Linked DNA regions of Ovis aries: region 2 is linked to region 1. A link is a contact called in public Hi-C data. All regions are on one chromosome and are shown on one strand. The core of a region is the stretch at or near the end of the contact, and the rest is flanking DNA. Distances in the headings are between cores, read along the strand shown.

Region 1 (3,117 bases), core at 512-3,011:
TGATGAAAATATGAGATTATGTTTATTATTGTTTTAAGCTGCCCAATTTTGGGTTAACTGGTGATGCAGCAGCAGATAATATAATTTGCTAGGTTCCGAAGCACAGTTCCTATGACGTTATTTTGCTTTAAAATTTGTTCAGATTATGAGACTGGGGATTGTGGAAGAAGTCAAAATTTCAAAGTTCAGAATGTGCTGGTCATGTGACACCCCTCACCCCAGCAAAAGCTTTGAAACATCTTTCTGGTGCTTCCAGATACAGAGAGAAGGAGGAGTGTCATCTAGTGGTTAATCTGAACCTTGAGAATTAGGAGGGTTTCTTTTTTGTCACTACCCAGGGAAAGCTGAGTTCCGTGAAGAAATTAGAGGTTAAATCATGTGTTTTTGTTGACTGGAAGACTTGACCTGGAGTATGGAAGATCACTGATGGAGACTGGATTCTAGCAGAGAAAGCAAAGTCCCAACAAATGGAGAAGCAGGGGCTCGAGTGCCCTCCAGTGAGAGACTGACAGTCCCTCTGCTTCTGCCCATTCCCTTCAACTGGGTTATCCCTTCCTCTGGCCCACCAGGTTCCCTTTGGCTTCAAGCTCACTGAAGTAGCTCCTTCCTTTTCTGCTCTCTCCAAATCCCCCTTGCTTATGATACCCTTTTCCTTTTAACAAAGTGCATATACATGCATTTAGGAACATAAAAGAGGAAAACAAAACCACCTGAGAACCATTTCCCTTTGAAAATTCTTAGTAATTGTTTTTTTTCTCCTTTTTGTCCAGATTTGGTCTTGGATCGGAGATGCAAGGCACTGTGCCTGGTGACTTAATCAGACTGGTGTCAGCCAGCAGTAGTTATTGTCTAGCACTAGCAGAGCCTTTCCAGAACATCTGGAGCAACCATGCTCATTTCATATGTGGAAAATCTGAAGCCCAAAGAGCTCAAGTGATCACTGTTAACAGATATGAAATGAACATCTACAATGAAGAGGACATTCTTCTGGGCATGGATAGGTTCTTTTAAATGGTCCACCCATTCTGATTAGTAAGATGGGTGGAGTGATTTACTGGGGTCCTTCCAGATCTCATATTATACAAGCACAGAAATATCAGGAAACAGAATGTCAAACCCTCTGTAAGTTGTGAACTGACCCTAAACAGCTGAGAGTTAGAAAGAAAATGTTGCTTGACTCTCTTGACTTCTAAACCCACCTTAAACCTCATCTCTGAGACCCCGGAATCCACTACACAGTAGACATCAAGAAACGGTTTACGAAATGAATGAACCAGTTTCCCTCGAGGCCCTTCCCTGCTTCCCCTGCGGCTCCATGTACTCTCCCACTAGGAACTGTGCCAGAATTTGAAGCCCTGCCCGGGAATTTTTGGGGATCTTGTCTGGCCTCTTCAGACTGTGACCCCCTTCTAGGGTCAGGACCAGGGCTCCCTTTGTCGCTGCTGGACGCGTACTGAAGCCAAGGAGGCTGCTCTCCTCTACCCTCATATTTTTCCTCGGGATAGGGGCTCTTGTTTGGAAGGCGTGCAAGTACCGAAAAGTGGCCCGAGCCGGTTTTGGAAGCACTAGGGGAGTGCGTGGTGTCGCCTGTCTTCCTAGCCGGGAAACAAGGCTGGGCGTCCACACCCGCAGGGATAGGCAGACCACGCGACTCCGGGCTCGCTCTGCGGAGCGCAGTTCCCCCGAGGGCGCCGAGTGGGCGGGGCCTGGCGGGGCCGGGCCTGGCGAGGTCACGTGACCGCTCGGCAGGCGGGGGAGGCAGAGGCCGAGGGGCTTCAGACGCAGAGTGGCTGGCGGGGCAGTCGCCGCAGCCGGAGGAGCAGCGCCGCAGGCATGGGGAGCTTGAAGGATGAGCTGCTCAAGGGCATCTGGCATGCGTTCACCGCGCTCGACCTGGACCACAGCGGCAAGGTCTCCAAATCCCAGCTCAAGGTGGGCACACCCTCTCCCAGATCCCTATTCGCCCCTCCTCGGCGCGCGCTCTACTATCCCCGGTGGAAGCGGGCAGGCGGGCGGTGACCACAGGGAGTGGCAGCCCAGAATGTGGCCGAGCGGCCTGCTTGGGGTGGAGGGGGCAGAGACCGGCATTTGCATTTTTTGGACTCCCTCTTGTTTTGCGTTAGTTTCCCCAGGGCTCACCTTGAGCAAGGGACCGCGGGGGTGGGGACCCTGAGCGGCGAGCTCGGCTCCCTGTTGGCACAGGAGGCCGGGAAGGTTTCAGACTCCGAGAGGGCGGTGGGAAGCTCCCTAGGAAACTAACCCAAAGTTTCCTCTTCACTCTTGTCTGGGAGAGGAAGGGGCTTGCCCAAGGTGCCTGGGCAGAGCCCTGCAAGGCGCACGCTCCGCACCGGGGCAGTCCTCAAAACGGCCAGCTGCACCGCAGGCAACCGGGCAGTTCCGAGAAGGGAGGGAGAAGTGCCCCAGGGCCCGGCCCTCGGCGGCCTCGGCTTTTGGGGCGCTGTAGCAATGGGGGACGCTTTCCGATTAGTGAGGACGACCTGGCGTCCTCAAGTCTGGATCGAGTCCAGGGTGTGCCGTGTCCCGCAGGAACGCAGTTTCCGGGTGAGGAGCTCTATCGGCACCCTGCAAAGGGTTTTATTGTGACTGCCAAAGACCCCATCATTAAGAGAGAGTAAGGTATGAATAAAGGAATGCTTGTAAATTGAGTAACCCCAAGCAGGGCAGCAGCAGCAAGCAGGGCAAGTGGCACTTGGCCAGGAGAAATTGGCAGCTTCTTGAAAGTTTAAAATACGGAAACAGACAAGAAGAACCATTCATAGGCATTTTAAAATATACACATTTTGGACATGAATGTCTCGTTTTTTTAGCCTCTTCTGGGAGTGAATTTCTGAAGATTGAGTTTGCTTTGTATATTTTGTGCAGTCATCCAGAGGTTCTTATGACTAGTGGCTTTTATGCCAGTAGGACTCAGCATTCTGCCTGTTTTCCTTTCACCCTACTCTCTTTTCTTATACACAAAATCATAGTCTGGAACAATTCATGGAGATCATCCACTTAATCTTTATTTGAATACATTTTTAAAATTAACAGAGTAAAATTAACTTTTTTGGTGGATGGTTCTGAGTTTTAACATACATAGATTTGTATAACTACTAC
Region 2 (3,091 bases), core at 202-2,701, 69 kb before region 1:
TTTCCATTGAAGTTAAGGACTTTGTTAATTGGGTGAAGATAAAATAACATATATTTGACAATATTACTTCAGCTTAATGAATTTATCATTGTCTTAAGATGTATATAAATCAATTTTTTAAATATTCAAAGTATTATTGTGAGCATTATTTTATTGCTTTGCTAACATCATGCATTACAATTTTATGGCATTTCTGCAACTTTAGTAGATGTATGGTGCTATGTCAAAGTTTTTTTTTAATAAAAGTATAATTGATTTACAATATTATGTTAGTTTCAGGTGTACAATACAGTGATGCAATATTTTTCAAAGTTGTTTGAAGTTTAAAATGTTTGATTATCTGGAACAATGAAAATTTCCTCCTATACTTGTGTACTAATTTTATTTCTCCTCTTGAACTACATACTTCTTTGTAAATTGAGTTAGTGGAATCTTTGTTTTTTTAATATTTATATTTAAACAAAATTTTATACATTTGAGGGATTTTCTGTTTGTTGTTTTGTGTAAACATTTTTCTTTTAAAAATCCTGTCCAGTTTTTGAATGTTAGTCTTCCTTTGCAGTTTCTTGTTTCAAAGCTTTGGGAATGCTGACATATACCCATAAATCTGTTTTATCCTATTTAATATAGTGTTTCTATGACGTTCTTAAAAATATTTAGAATTTTAATCCACATGGAGTTTATTTTGATGTATAATGTAGACCTTCTTTTTTTCCCTCCAAATGTTCATTCATGTATGCGAGCATTCCTCACTGAGTAACCCCGTTTTACACCCGTGTTTAGGAATATTAATTTACTATGTGTCACATCGGGGTTTTCGACATACACACGTTTGTTCAGTCTCATTCCTTTCAGTTGATCTCAGCTTCTATTTTTGGCTCTGGTTTCAGCCCCAGCCTAGCAGCAGAAACGAACATTTTGCCCCCTGCAGGCTGCCTTGGTCCCACAGGATCTGAGAAGCCTGGGGCCGGGCCTAGAATCTGCCCTCCGAGCCCGCAGCCCGGGTGTGTGTGTGTCGGGGGCGGGGGGGGGGGGGGGGGGGGGGGGGGGCGGGGCGCCATGTGTCGCTCTGTCTCTGCAGGAGGATTTGGGGCGCTTTTGACAGGCCTCCTTCTGCCCAGGTCTCCTGGAGTCTCAGGTTTCCCCAATCGCACGTCTCTAGTGCCTCTAAGAGCTGGGCCTGTACCCGGCTGTCAGGAAGTAACTGTCCCCTTCGGGCTCTCCCTTTAGCATCTTTCTTTCCAGTTCCGTGATGAGGTCACGTGGTTCTCGCCCTCCGTGCGGAATTCCGCCGCACCAGGCGCTGCGCCCGGATAGGTTCTAGGAGCTGACTTTTCAGTCAGCAGCTTCCTGCGTTTTTCCCACTTCCTCGGCCGCCCCCCATCCTTCTCAGCACATCACAGACTGTACCCACTCCTAACAAGGGGCTCACTGTTGAAATGTTGTTGAAACAGACACCGTTCAAACATGAAAAATAAAATATTTTATTTATTCAGCAGACGCACACATACAGTACGGGTGCCAGATGCTATTGTCAGATGAGTCTCGGACTGAGTCAGGCCGGGGATTCTCGAACCGGCCAAGTTTGGTCGCCAAAGTGGAAATCAGGTTTGGGGGCATCTCAGGGAATGAGAAGCGAGCCGGGAGAGGGGTCGTCCTGGAGTCGTCAGCGATGAGGAACAGGCCGGCGCGTGCGCCCCTCTGCTCACGGTCTCCCTTCAGTCCGCGAGCCGCCGGGGAAGAGGGTGTTCGGGAACCGCACCGTCTCGGGCCTGGCGCCGCTCAGCCCGGCGCCGAGGGCTGTCGGGAGCCGGCGCCGAAAGGCGCCCACACCGCCGCCACGCCCGGCGCGCCCCTCCGCGCGGGAACGCCGCGCGCTCCCTGGTCTCGGCCGGGCCTGCCGGCGCGCCCAGGCGGGGGAGCTCGCGGGCAGGATATTCCGCGGTTGGCTGCGGCCCGGCCGGCCGCCTACGCCCGGGCGCGTCAGGGCTCCTCCCCAGGGCGCTCACCCAGAGCGCCCTCGAGGGCTGCGCCACGGGCTCAGGACCGTGCTGGTTATTTTTTTAGACACTGGCTGACAGTCTACGTCCGGAAAACCCAGTGATAATTGGAGAGTAAAACTTAAAATACAGGTGAGCCAACCAGCGGTTGCAGCATTTCCGTGAAAAAATAAAATAAAATAAAATTAAAAAAACCCCGAAAAGCACAGACGCCTTCCAATGCCTGGGCCTCGGGACCCGCCAGTGCAGGACCCACTGTCTTAGAAGGGACATTGGGGGTTCAGCCATGCTGCAGGGATAGGGGACCCCTGGGATGGAAGACCCCTTTTAACGTGCTCCTGGACCTGTAAGGGCGTTTACTGTCTCTTTGGAGAACATACATAACAACAACAAAGTCTCTGAATTCAGTATTTCTTTTAAATTAATCTGTACTTATTTATTTGTACTTATTAATCAGAAACCTATCAACAGATGAAAAAGAATGTTCACGTCACACACAATGTATTTAGCAGATGCAGCAGGAGTTTTTAATCTAGGGGTACAGGGCCAAGTAAGTTTGTCTAGGATTTAAGGAGTCCATGACAACCCTGAAATGCCTTCTTCTAGTAAGAAATTCGGTAGCTGTTATGATGACCAATGTACATAACCTTAATTTGGTTATGAAAAGCTGAACATTCAGTGGGTTTCTAGATTCAGACCTCTCGGCACTAACATGGAGGTTACCCTGAGGAGCGACCCGAGGCCCACGAATCGACCCCAGTGCAAGTGTTTGGTTCTCCAGTGAGGGTCATTACAACCTGGACTTGACTTTCCTTACAGAAGCCCCTTCCACCACCCCCAAAAAAGCCTCAGGGGCACAGTTGGTTTCGTTTTAAAGACAAATTAGGTTCACGTAGATCTACTTCTGCATTTCTTTGTGCTTAAATAGAAATAAGTCTCTGGTGGGTTTTTTTTCCTGGATTAGTCATGCAAACGCTCTATGCCTCACTTACCACTGGGTTTCAGCCTCAGGGGCAGCCCTCGCTGCAGGCGCGGCCCAGGACCCCTCCTCCACACAGGGGAGTCTCTGGGGAAACTTGGGTGCTGACTTC

Evidence for each region. Hi-C and Micro-C count contacts between places; a contact is called where the count stands out from the background.
Region 2: a contact with region 1 is called in a Hi-C map of tail adipose tissue, with 2.9 times the contacts expected there. The contact joins the enhancer-like site here to the promoter of SWAP70 in region 1. A contact is called at or near these places in 3 of 16 Hi-C or Micro-C datasets (blood, hypothalamus and tail adipose tissue).

What each region holds. Positions count from the first base shown.
Region 1 is chr15:42,699,171-42,702,287 of ARS-UI_Ramb_v3.0, reverse strand. It overlaps SWAP70 (switching B cell complex subunit SWAP70), which reads left to right and starts at 1,761. Exons shown (of 12, transcript XM_004016163.5): 1 at 1,761-1,932. The coding sequence starts at 1,834.
Region 2 is chr15:42,767,756-42,770,846 of ARS-UI_Ramb_v3.0, reverse strand. No RefSeq gene overlaps it. Among named protein-coding and RNA genes, the nearest start is that of WEE1, 31 kb to the left of the region's middle. Within about 2 kb of position 1,451, at least 45 of the 54 cell types and tissues checked have an H3K27ac peak or open chromatin away from gene starts, as enhancers often do. A contact at or near this core is called in hypothalamus and tail adipose tissue, where this site is marked.